Linked DNA regions of Mus musculus: regions 2, 3 and 4 are each linked to region 1. Evidence: chromatin contacts called from public Hi-C and HiChIP or PLAC-seq data. All regions are on one chromosome and are shown on one strand. Each heading gives the region's core, a stretch centred on a gene start, on an enhancer-like site or on the middle of the called end of the contact. The rest is flanking DNA. Distances are from core to core; before and after follow the strand shown.

Region 1 (2,700 bases), core at 63-2,562:
CCCTGCCCAGGGAACGGTCCTGCCCACGGTGAAGATGGGTTCTCCCACATCAGTGGGCATGGGCGAAGGGAATCTCCCACAGGTATGCTCAGAGGCCCATCCTTGGATGATGATAGATTTTGCCAAGCTGATAGTTAACAGTCGCTATCATACACAGCCACTCAGCAGGCTAGCTAAAGCCTTAAGTTCAGCGAAGAGCCATCACAACCTACAGTCTACACAGGCAGTGAAACTGGCGTGACTCACTGCTTGCTTTGACCTGCACCCGTGATCTGAGCAGGCAGTGGAGGTTCACTGTCAGAGGGAAGATGTGGAGAAAATGAACCAGGTAGTGGCCTCAGCTACCCAATTCCCTTTCTTCTGTAACAAGGTTCCCTCGGTGTGGTTCCTATGTACATCTTTTCTTTTGGGAGGGAGGGAGGGAGGGAGGGAGGGGGTGTCATTTTCAAAATGAAGTCTGAGTAGGAGCTCAGTGCCTTGCACATTCAAGGTAGGCGCTCTGCCAGTGTGCCAGACACCCCAGTCCCCTTTCACTCACTTTTCAACAGAGGAATGTATCTGTCTGTCTGTCTGTATGTATGTCAGTTTGTCTTTTTCTTTCCTTTTTTTCTCTCCTCCTCCCTCCTTCCCTCCCTCTTCTCCTCCCTCCTTCCCTCTCTTCTCCCCTCCCTCCTCCCCTTCTCCTTCTTCCATCCCCCTCCCCTCCCTTTCGCCTCCACTCCACCCCTCTTCCTCCCCCTCCCTCTCTGCCTTCTCCCTCCCTTCTCCCTCCCTCCTTCCCCATCCTACTTCCCCTCCCTCCCCCTCCTCCCTCCCCCTTTCCTTTCTTCATTGTTGGGATTCTGTGCACACACTCCTAATCTTTCCTCCCACTCTTATCTCACAGTATTACTAAGTCACCTTCCTTAGCTGGGTCTTAATATATCACCACAGTGACTCCTACAGTAAAAGGAACAATCCCTTTGAACCCTAAGACAGGTGAATGACCTTTTGAAATACACACACACACACACACACACACACACAGTGGTGCAATGCAGCCAGGTACACCAAGTGATTGACAGCTGAATAAAAAGTGCTTTTCTCAATTGAGGTCCACCTGCCAGAGCAAGGCTGGCAGCGGGAAAATTCTTGCACATTCCCCTGAGTGTCTGTCATCGCTAATATTGAGGCTGTGTGTATGGGTGAGTAGTCACTGCTGTGATATTTAAAGAGCCTTGTTCTTTTATTTTTTTTTCCTTCCTGGAATAGAGAACCAAGAGAACAGAGTTTTACAGACTGAAAACGAGAAACAAACAGAACAGCGCCTCATTCTTCAGAGTAAACAGAGCAAAGGCCAGCGGTGGCAGATGCAGCCAAGAGCTGGCTCTGTGCAGACAAAGAGCAGATTATGAAAACAAAACTCTATCCGCTGAAATCATTGCCTTTAATTACCGACCCAGGAGCTTCGTTTAATGCTTCCCTTTTACACAGACGTTTGGAGCAAATGATGCTCAGAAGCAGGAGTCAGAAAACAAGATTGTTCCATGGACTGAGTAGGGGGAAGCTGGAGGTGACACAGATGTGTCCCCCCTTCTCTTGGTCTGCTTGGATGACTCTTCCTTTAAAGTCCTGCAGAGACCCCTCCTCTACATCAATATTTGCTCATTTCTTCCGTAGATTTAAAAATCTACACGGTCATCTTATTGCCACCAATGCACAGGACACCGACTTCAGCTCCTTCTCTTATACTGATACTGGGGACACGAAGTGGGTTCTGCCCAGGTCTCAAGTTTGGAAGATCAAATAGCAACAGTACACATTGCCTCTGTGGCCGTTGTGGCCTCTGTTCTGCTTTTTAGCCACAGTTCCGGACACACCACAGCTCAGAAAACTCCCCTTGGGGTGGGGTGCTCCGTCTGTCTCCTCTCCTCCCACAGCCTGAGCGAGCATACTGTGTGAATGACTAAGTTGTGAATGACTGATGGACCGATGTAGAAATGGGCCCAAATGGCTGCACTTGGGTTTTAAAAGAGATAGCAAAATTCTGTCCTCTAGCCGACCAGCAGAGAGAGAACAGGTCATCTGTGAGATGGTGCCAAAGAAACACTTGCAGCCCTGTGCCAGCACTAGCCTTCCCCTGGCTCACTGATGCCTGAGAACTGAGAGATCCTTCCTGGACTGTTGGACTATGCGAGGCTAACTCTGAGGAGGGGACTTTGTGTCTAACAAGCTGTGAGGTACTATTAAAGATGGAGTAAGATCCCCAGGGCCGCTGCTTGTCTTTTCCTGGGATCACTGGCCCTTCGAAACCCTGGGACACGTCTCCTTTCATGGGTTTGTAAACAGAATCCAGCACAGATTTCAGGTGTTGAGCTACCATAGATGGTACCAAATTCCTTGAACTCTAAAGATACATTCTTGCTTTGGACTCCACCCCAAGTTTTTGTAAATGTGATACAACGCACTGGGTGGTTTCTAAGAAGAGGTAATGTCCCTCTCTGTAGGTAAAAGTTAATGGAGAGTTGCTAAGTTACATTTGATGCTGTGTTTGAAATACTAGTTACCGTTTCTAAGAATAAGACTAACCTTGGATGCAGTCTTTGGCAGTGGCGGTTAACACTGTGATTGGATCTCCACCGCAGTGGTCATGGTTCTCTGTCTCCCCTCCCCTCCCCTCCCCTCCCCTCCCCTCCCCTCTCCCTCCCCTCCCCTCCCCTC
Region 2 (2,700 bases), core at 12-2,511, 320 kb after region 1:
TTCTTAGAAATACTAATAATCTCAGGGATTCACACTACAGGACTAGGTCTTATTCCTTAACACACAACAAAGACTGCAGGGCAGGATGCTGGAAAAACAGCCAGTGTGGTGCAGAAGACAGACAAGAGAAACCTTAAAAACAAAGGTTTTGTTCTTAAGAAAGAAGGGCACAGACTGTGTACTCTGTGGAGTTTTGCTTGTTTCAATCTAAGTCCATTCTTCTAAGGACCTGTGGATGCTGGAGGGAAAAAATCTGTTTTTTGTTTTCATTTCCTTCCTCCCTTCCTTCTTCCTTCCTTTGTTTCCTTCTTCCTTCCATCCTCCTTTCTTCCTTCGTTCCTCCCTTCTTTCTTCCTGTTCTTCCTTTGTTCCTCCCTTCTCTTTCCTTCCTTCTTTCCTTCCTCCCTTCCTCCTTTTCTTTGTTCATTTGTTCCTTTGTTCTTCCCTCCCTCCCTTCCTTCCTCCCTTTCTTCATTTGTTCCTCCCTTCTTTCCTTTCTTTATTCCCTTTTCCTTTCCTCCCTCCCTTAATTCTATTGTTTCTTCCTCTCTTCTTGTGCTCCTTTGTTTTTCTTCCTCCCTCTCTTCCTTCCTTCCTTCCTTCCTTCCTTCCCTCTCTCCCTCCCTCCCTTCTTCCCTTCCTTCCTCCCTTCCTCCTTCCTTTGTCCTCCCCTCCTCCTCTCCTCCCTCCTCTCCTTTCCTTCCTTCCCTTCCTTTTGTTGTTTCTTCCTCCCTTCTTATGCTCCTTTGTTTTTAGTTTTTTCTTCCCCTTCTCTTTCTTTCTTTCTTTCTTTCTTTCTTTCTTTCTTTCTTTCTTTCTTTCTTTCTTTCTTTCTTTTTTTCTTTCTTTCTTTTTTTTTCTTTCTTTCTTTGTCTCCCCTCTCTCCCTTCCTTCTCTCTTCTTTCATCCTCCATACCATCCTTTTTTCCTTTCTTTTCCTTTCTTGTGCATTTGCTTGTTTGGATTAACAAAGGCATGCTGAAAGTGATGATTCCAAACTGCTAACTGTGCTTGCTGTGAGAAAATTTAAATACAAGTTCCCAGTAGACATCACAGTTCTACATAGATGAGTTTTCCCATCCGCTCCATTGTACATTTTCCCACTGGTTTTCTAGGCTAGGAGTGGAAACTAACAGAGTGTTTGGGAACTCAAAGTTCTCTGGTTTCTAAGTCTCCCTGGAAGCGCTGGTCCTATGCTCCCCCTTATCAGTGTGAATCAGAGATGAATCAGAGTATCCGTGTGCCTGGAGAATTAGAACCTCCACACGTGGCAAGAGACGCAGAGTCACTGTCTCAGAAAGAAAACATCTCAGCATGATGCAGATGCTAGAGACCGAATATTCCCGTCCCCACGTGGTTCTGGAAGCCACCCAAGTTATTAATAGCCATGGTGACAGGACTGTACATTATATTGTTTCCTCGTCGATGGAACGGAATGTCAGGCTGTGGGGACTGTGACATGGAAAGTATGTGAGTTGGCTCTGTCTCTCCCCTTTCTCCTTTTGAGGCCTTTCTGTCCTGTGTGCTTTTTCAATACTGCCTGTGGGCAAACTTTGTAGGGAATGAGAAAAAAACAAAAATGGCCTCCTAGAAACATACTGGTGGTGACCCACAACTCATTAAAATAAGGTGGAAACATTTTTGTCTCCCCCCCCCCCCCAGAGCATGCCCCCAGCTTGGCTACCCAGAGTTGGCCATATCTGCCCAAAACAATAAACCCAAACCTCCAAATTGAACATATTGGATGGAAAGGCTCGTGTTTTCCCAGGCTAGCTTCAGATGTCCATCTTATCTAAAGGAGAGCAACGTTACTGATTCTGAGATGGAGGTCAGCTTGGGAGAGACAGTATGCTGCTGCTCTCAATGAAGGCAGGCCAGCACCAGGGCAGGGGAAATGGGTATCTGGGTGAGACCAGCAAAGGCTAGCACCTTCACTAGGTGTTGCTGTGTGCTTGTTCAATCAGTGGGACTTCTTGGATGTGCTTGCATCTAGCATTGGAATGGCAAGGTTTCTGCACACAGCGTCCCTTACGTAACTTCCTCTCCAATCTTGTGTCTTCCTCTTCATGCTTACACAGCTTCTCACAAGCTGGGGGAACCCATCCTTCTGTGTCTTGCTTCGACATTACTCTAGACTCTTCCTCTCTGGACGCTGGGTGGGTAATTGATGTTCTTTATGCTGATGTCCAGGTTGTCATGGTCTCATGACCGGAACTCTAGCTTGCTTTTGAGAGTTGGGCCAAATATAAGCTTTCTGCTTGGTGAGTACATACTCATTATGTTGTAGTATGGACATCAGAGCTATGTACAGTCTTTTTCTAGTTAGCGGGCACTCATGCAAACATAGGGACTTTTATTTTCTTACAAAAACTTGAAGATGGAAAAATTATTATTTATAAAATATTGTAAAATATCAAAATTGAGGGCTGGATAGATGGGTCAGCAATTAAGAGTGCATATTGTTTTTCCAGAGGACCTGAGTTTGGTTTCCAGCACCCATAAGACATGGCTCAGAACTGTCTTTGAGGATCTGGCACATCTAGTCTCTGAGAGCATACATAAATGCGCAGACACAGACAGACAGACAGGCAGAACACACACACACACACACACACACACACACACTCATGCACACATGCATACACAACACACAATTAAAAAAGAAATTTACACCACTGTACCCCGACCTGAACAGTTATC
Region 3 (2,700 bases), core at 168-2,667, 340 kb after region 1:
TCTATCCACTATGAAATGAACCAAGAAAACAGGGCTCTGGGGAGTACATAGAATTTTCCAGCTAGTAGATGCTGTGGAGGGCTAGCAAGTGCAGGCAACTTTCTGTGAACCAGGCTTCTCCTATGAGTTCTACAAAGTCGGTGCTATTATTTTGTGGATGAGGCAGCCGAGGCACAGAAAAGTTTGTTTGCCCAACAGCACACAGAGAAGGTGGCTTCAGAGTCTGTGTTCTTAGCTATGGCTTTGTTCAGCTTATCACCCAACTTCTTCTGTCCAGGCACTTATTTAAGCTACAGTCAGGGTCTGGTAAGTGTGTGACATCCATGTGACTCTTCATGGGTACATTTTAAAATCCCTCTGCTCTCCTCTGCTAATGTGAGATCCCACTGAGGCCAGTCTCCTGTGTTCTGAATTTTCCCACATTCAGGATACAGCATGGGGTAGGCAGAGGTGCTTTTCTTCAAGAGTGTGGACACTGGTAGTTTCTGCACTAGCCCAAGTGTATGATCCCAGCTCCTCCCTGCATCTCAGCAGCACTAACTGGACTAAATGGCTCAAACCAACCAACCAACTAACCAACCAACCAAACATCCAAACAACCAAACCAAATCAAACATTTAGAAGGACATGCAGTTAGAGGGAGGTATGATAGAGATTCTGGATCCTCAGAGGACCTAGAAGACAAGAATGAGGGTTGGATATGATCAAGATACAGTGTATCCATGTATGAAATTTTCAAAGAATGAATACAAAACTAAAGGAAGAATGTCATTGGGAAGAGAGGCCCCTTGGTCTTGCAAACTTTATATGCCTCAGTACAGGGGAACACCAGGGCCAAGAAGTGGGAGTGGGTGGGTAGGGGAGTGTGTGTGTGGGTTTAATGGGGGGACTTTTGGGATAGCATTTGAAATGTAAATGAAGAAAATACCTAATTAAAAAATATTGAAAAAAAAAAAAAGGATGTGCTGATATCCAAAGGGCCTATGATAGGAGCAGACACTTACTTCTTAATAGGAATACTGGAGGCTGGGAGAGCAAAGAAACATGAATGGAATTACTGAGAGCCAATCCAGCTCTCTGTCTGACAGAGCTAGCCTTCAAAACACAGAGTGAAGTAAAGACGGTGCACAAACAAAAAGTGTCCTCAGATATCGTGCATAGACAGAGACTCAAAAGGAAGGTTTCCCTTTATATAGGGAGAGAGTGATCTCAGATGGGGAAAAAAAAGTAAAATTTAAGGTTTAGGAACTCTGTAATTAGCAAGCCTGCAGGTAAACATCAATTAGATGCTTGGAACGTCCCCTAGACGGTAAGTCTCACACAAAACACACAAGGCTGCCAACTGTAACTGCACAAGCTGGAGGGATTAAGGAAAGGTTAAAGCCTGAGCTCTAGAAATATCAGGAAAGTGATAGAAGTAATAAAATATGCTAGAATGTAATGAGTCAAGCATGCGTGTCCCACCCGCTAGCCAAACCACTAAAGGAACAGAAACAATGTTTAAGCTAGGAATTAAAACAAGAGAAAGTGCATAGCAAACACTCAGTTTAACTGAAGAAAGCCAGGTGAGACAAGCCTGTAACAGAGACCTGTTCCTAACAAAGAGTAAATTCGAAACCCAGACAAAGGAACTCCAGCCTCCACTCTGCAGATGGCACTGGGCTCCCCACTGGCTGTGCCCTCCTTCTCTCTGCAACAGACACAAACACCCCTCTACATTTCCACTGCAGCATGGACTCTGCAGCATTGTCTAGGACAACTAAAAAGATGCCAGATGTGGCCCTCCATTTAAACTCCAAAAGGCACAGCTTTGAAGTCAGCATCACACTGACCTGAGCACAGAGGTGCCTGTCTCTAGGAAGCTGCTGATCTCAGTGAGACTTGGCAGGGAATTTGACAGAAAACATCTCAAATCTCTCGAGTCATGGTGTCTTCTCCTGTGCATTCCTCTGTGTGTGTGTGCCTGTGTGCGTGTGTGTGAACCTTGGGCATTGTTTCTCAGATACCATCTTGTTTGTTTTTCAAGGCAGAGTATCTCACTGATCTGGACTTCCCCAAGAAGGCTAGGCAGCTGCATGGATACAAGTGTGTCTATCTTTCCAGAACCAGGGTTTACAAGCAGGTGCTGTCTGTACAAGATTTTTTTGTTTGTTGGTGGGTTTTTGTTTTGTTTTGGGTAGGTTCTGGCACTTGAACTCAGCTCATGTTGTTTTCATAGTAAATGCTTTGCTGACTGATCTCCCCACCTTGCTTTTCTTTCTGGAAAACCAAAACTAAAAAAACCACTACTCCCCGATCAAAAAACAAACAAACAAAAAAACAAACAAAAAAAAACAATAACAACAACAACAAAAAAAAAAAAACAAAAAAAACCTTTTCTCTCTTTTGAGAGCTTTGCTGTATTTACTAGAAATAGTCAAATTCCCAAGTACATTATAAAATGTGAAGCTTATGCACACAAACCATTAGCAAGCCCTCTTAATGAGGGTGTCGAAGGCTTGCAATACTGAAGGGCGTCCAGAGGAATGGAATCAACCAGCAAAGAGCTTTCCGTGGTTCCCCAATAAGTGAAACTCTGACTGATGGTTTCGATAATCAGCCTGAGCTCAGAATAAACCCTTTCTTTGGAGAATACCACAGCACATTCCTCAGATTCTATTTTAGAGATTAGCCCTGATTAAGGGAAATTTATTAGGCGTA
Region 4 (3,041 bases), core at 72-2,571, 390 kb after region 1:
TGTACCTGTCACAGAAGCATCAACGCTTTGTAAAATGTTGAATCAAGATACCGCCGCTGCCTTTATTTTCCTGCGTAAGACAAGATGGAATGGGGAATCTTGTTGGGAGTTTGTTTTTTGTTTTTAGTTTAGTTTAGTTTTGTTTTGTTTTGTGGCATGCAAACTGCTGTGGTTATACAATGAATAGTGAACCCTAGCTTCCAGAATCAGCCTTGTTGTGGGTAGTGGGCACCCTATGGGCCTAGACTGGGTGCAGTGACTGTCTGAGGTAAAGACACTTAAGAATATACCTTTCCTGTTGAAGAACGTAAACATGAGGTATTTATAAATATTAACAAAGGTTGAGCCCCAGCGTGCACTTCCAGTTCACCCAGTGATGGGGAGTGGTGTGAGAAAAGAAAGACAAAGCATCCCAGACCACAAGGTACTTACTTGTGTAACCTATTCCCTCCAGTACACTCAAAACCTTCCACAGGCCAACTTTAAAGCCCTTCTAAAACAAACAGTATTCGAAAATAAAAACACGGTTCTGTAAGATTTAATTTATAAAATACAGACTTCCAAACTCAAAATATTCTTTATCTGAAATGTTTATATAATCGAGTAGAATATCAGAAACTTATGATGATTTCTACTTGGATTAAGCAAGCCTTAAATGAAAGTGCTACCAGGCTCTGGATCTAGGAAATATCTGTATATCTATGCCTCCGTCTATATTTAAGCCTCTATGTGCCTCTTGGCCTCTACAGAAGGTAGAGCTTCCATACAGTAGTCAACCCAGCTACTGTATGGAAGACATGTTATAGTAGTCTTCTGCTGTAATCATTTCCAAGTACTTGTTTACATCTGGAACGCTCTGGATTCACGGGGTCAGGGAATAATGAAATGAGTGTTGTGCTTTCGTTGTGTTTTAAGGGAATAACTTGTGAATCAAACTCATCTTAGCTCTGTCTGGCTCCCTTCTACTTTTCTCCTCAGACTTCTACCACACGCTGTATTCCGTGGATACCCCATCTTCCTGGGATCCTGTTCAGTGACTTTCAGTTAAGAGTCCATAAAGACAAACATGCCGGGAACTACCACTCAGAGCAATAGCGCCTCCTGGTGTCCTGGCCAAGCCTCCTTTGCCATTTGAAAAGGGCCTCACATTTTCAAAGGAAGCAACGAGAAATAATTAGCATGGTGATTCTCAGATCATCAGAAGAAAACCCTGTGGCAGTTAGCTGAAACTTTAGCTCTTACAGGGCAAAGGCAAATAACTATCTGGTCATATTTCACCTCAATGGCTTAACTGGTCTAATTCTGTCTCTGGAATTTATAGGACTGTTTACCTGTAACCCGAAAAGTACATATTCAACAGTCTTGAGTTTTCTCACCCAAGCTCTGTGACTGTTACTGTCACACGGAAGCAATAAAATATGTATTTAACCCCTCTACCCCTGGTCTTTTCTCAGGCAGCATCAAGGAAAGAATTGTGGAAAGAGCTGTACTGGACAGACCCACTGCTCTGTCAGGCTTTGTAGAGGAACACTAGGCAAGCTTATCTTTTCTCTGAGCCTCTGTTTCCCCACCTGTATTATGGGCATATTCGTAGTAGTTAACTCAGAATAGAGTGTGGGAGCAGCAGGCTGTTAAAAATGGTGCCTGAAGCCCCCCACTGCTGTTAGTCCAACATGGCTAATCTTTTCAGTCAGGTCTATGTGCCTCTCCCCACCCCCAACTCTGTGTTCTGTATTATTAGAATGTCCATGATTATTTAGCTCACAAGAAAAATCTAAAGCCTGGAATGTTGACTTGTGCCTGTTAAATCCCACCACTCTGGAAGCTAAGGCAGGAGGGTTGCCATAAGTTGGAGGTCAGCTTAGGCTACAAATTGAGACTCTGTCTCAAAGATAAACAGAAAGTGAACTATTTTAATGTACACTGTTATTCATGAAATCCTACAAGGAGGTCTCCAGAATAGTCCTGGGATAGAATTATATACCAGAGAACCGACCTTACTTCTGTACACAATTTCTCCCTTACTATTGCATAACACATTTGTGTTCAAAATACCTGCAACGGGAAATTCACTGACAGTTTAGTGCTCTCCAAGTCACCATGCTAAAAAGCAAAAGAAACCCTGTGAGCCCACTCTGCAAAACGTGCGCGCCAATCTCCAAGCTTCACAGCCATCCAGGTATTAATGGGAGCTACCACTGATGCCTGCCAGAAGGGAGACTTAGCCACACACTAGATGACTTTAGATATAAAAATGTCTTTCAAAATAAAGATTCAAGAGAAGACGATTGGGAGCCTGAGCTGTGATTCACTATGAATGGTAACCCCGGGGATCCCTCAGTAGAAAGTGGATTTTCTCTCCTGAGGATGAAACCCTGTAAGCCTTAATAATCATGTAAGCTGCTCCAGCACACGGCAGGGGCATTAAATCTCTCCCTTCCCTATCTTACCATAACCCTTTCACAGTCTCAGAGATCGCCCTGCTCTATCTCAGGGGAGCATGTCACACAAGCGTATAAACCCATTTCCCTCACAGGCTTGGGAAAATTCCATTAAGTGTATGTTGGGAACTCCTGCATCTGGGTGGGAACAGCCGAGGCTCATGTCATTAAGATTCCTGATATTACAGAAGTGATCATAAATGCTTCAAAGCAGCTTTTCTTTCCTTTTCTTTTCTTTTCTTTTCTTTTCTTTTCTTTTCTTTTCTTTTCTTTTCTTTTTTTCTTTTCTCTCCTTCCTTCCTTCCTTCCTTCCTTCCTTCCTTCCTTTCTTTCTTTTTCAGATTAGAATGTATTTTGTGAAAACTCGAAGTGGGGCTATAGATATGCTACAACTTTTCAGTTGCAATGCTGGCTGGTTGATATGACCTGGGGGAGGGAGCAGGTTCACAGGCCATGCTTGGAGGCCTGCCATGCCCCTCATCTGTTCTGCTGCCTTGAGGTTTCCCTTTGTTTTGCAGAGATCTATTTTGTTATTTAGCTTTGTGTCTGTGTGCATCTGTGCTGTAGAGGCTACGGGAGGGCTCTAGATGCCTTGGTGCT

What was found. Hi-C and Micro-C count contacts between places; a contact is called where the count stands out from the background. HiChIP or PLAC-seq counts read pairs in DNA pulled down with a chosen protein or histone mark.
Region 2: a contact with region 1 is called in a FOXA1 HiChIP or PLAC-seq map of pancreatic cancer cells. The contact joins two enhancer-like sites. A contact is called at or near these places in 2 of 484 Hi-C or Micro-C datasets (embryonic fibroblasts and nephron progenitors), 5 of 115 datasets of contacts at active chromatin or transcription factors (bone marrow-derived macrophages, embryonic basal ganglia, extraembryonic endoderm stem cells and 2 more) and 1 of 9 other capture datasets (embryonic stem cells).
Region 3: a contact with region 1 is called in a FOXA1 HiChIP or PLAC-seq map of pancreatic cancer cells. The contact joins two enhancer-like sites. A contact is called at or near these places in 1 of 484 Hi-C or Micro-C datasets (bone marrow-derived macrophages), 7 of 115 datasets of contacts at active chromatin or transcription factors (the NIH/3T3 cell line, bone marrow-derived macrophages, embryonic basal ganglia and 4 more) and 1 of 9 other capture datasets (embryonic stem cells).
Region 4: a Hi-C map of pancreatic cancer cells shows a contact between it and region 1, with 2.2 times the contacts expected there. The contact joins two enhancer-like sites. A contact is called at or near these places in 3 of 15 datasets of contacts at CTCF or cohesin (the NIH/3T3 cell line, large pre-B cells and stem cell-derived epiblast-like cells), 7 of 484 Hi-C or Micro-C datasets (the AML12 cell line, the C10 cell line, bone marrow-derived macrophages and 4 more), 13 of 115 datasets of contacts at active chromatin or transcription factors (cardiomyocytes, differentiating embryonic stem cells, embryonic basal ganglia and 9 more) and 1 of 9 other capture datasets (embryonic stem cells).

The regions. Positions count from the first base shown.
Region 1 is chr8:10,964,108-10,966,807 of GRCm38.p6, reverse strand. No RefSeq gene overlaps it. Among named protein-coding and RNA genes, the nearest start is that of 3930402G23Rik, 37 kb to the right of the region's middle. Within about 2 kb of position 1,312, at least 111 of the 459 cell types and tissues checked have an H3K27ac peak or open chromatin away from gene starts, as enhancers often do. A contact at or near this core is called in the NIH/3T3 cell line, embryonic fibroblasts and pancreatic cancer cells, where this site is marked.
Region 2 is chr8:10,645,297-10,647,996 of GRCm38.p6, reverse strand. No RefSeq gene overlaps it. Among named protein-coding and RNA genes, the nearest start is that of Gm32330, 27 kb to the left of the region's middle. Within about 2 kb of position 1,261, at least 49 of the 459 cell types and tissues checked have an H3K27ac peak or open chromatin away from gene starts, as enhancers often do. A contact at or near this core is called in embryonic fibroblasts and pancreatic cancer cells, where this site is marked.
Region 3 is chr8:10,628,813-10,631,512 of GRCm38.p6, reverse strand. All of the region lies in intron 34 of Myo16 (myosin XVI), which reads right to left. Among named protein-coding and RNA genes, the nearest start is that of Gm32330, 43 kb to the left of the region's middle. Within about 2 kb of position 1,417, at least 48 of the 459 cell types and tissues checked have an H3K27ac peak or open chromatin away from gene starts, as enhancers often do. A contact at or near this core is called in the NIH/3T3 cell line and pancreatic cancer cells, where this site is marked.
Region 4 is chr8:10,572,346-10,575,386 of GRCm38.p6, reverse strand. All of the region lies in intron 32 of Myo16 (myosin XVI), which reads right to left. Among named protein-coding and RNA genes, the nearest start is that of Gm32330, 99 kb to the left of the region's middle. Within about 2 kb of position 1,321, at least 14 of the 459 cell types and tissues checked have an H3K27ac peak or open chromatin away from gene starts, as enhancers often do. A contact at or near this core is called in pancreatic cancer cells, where this site is marked.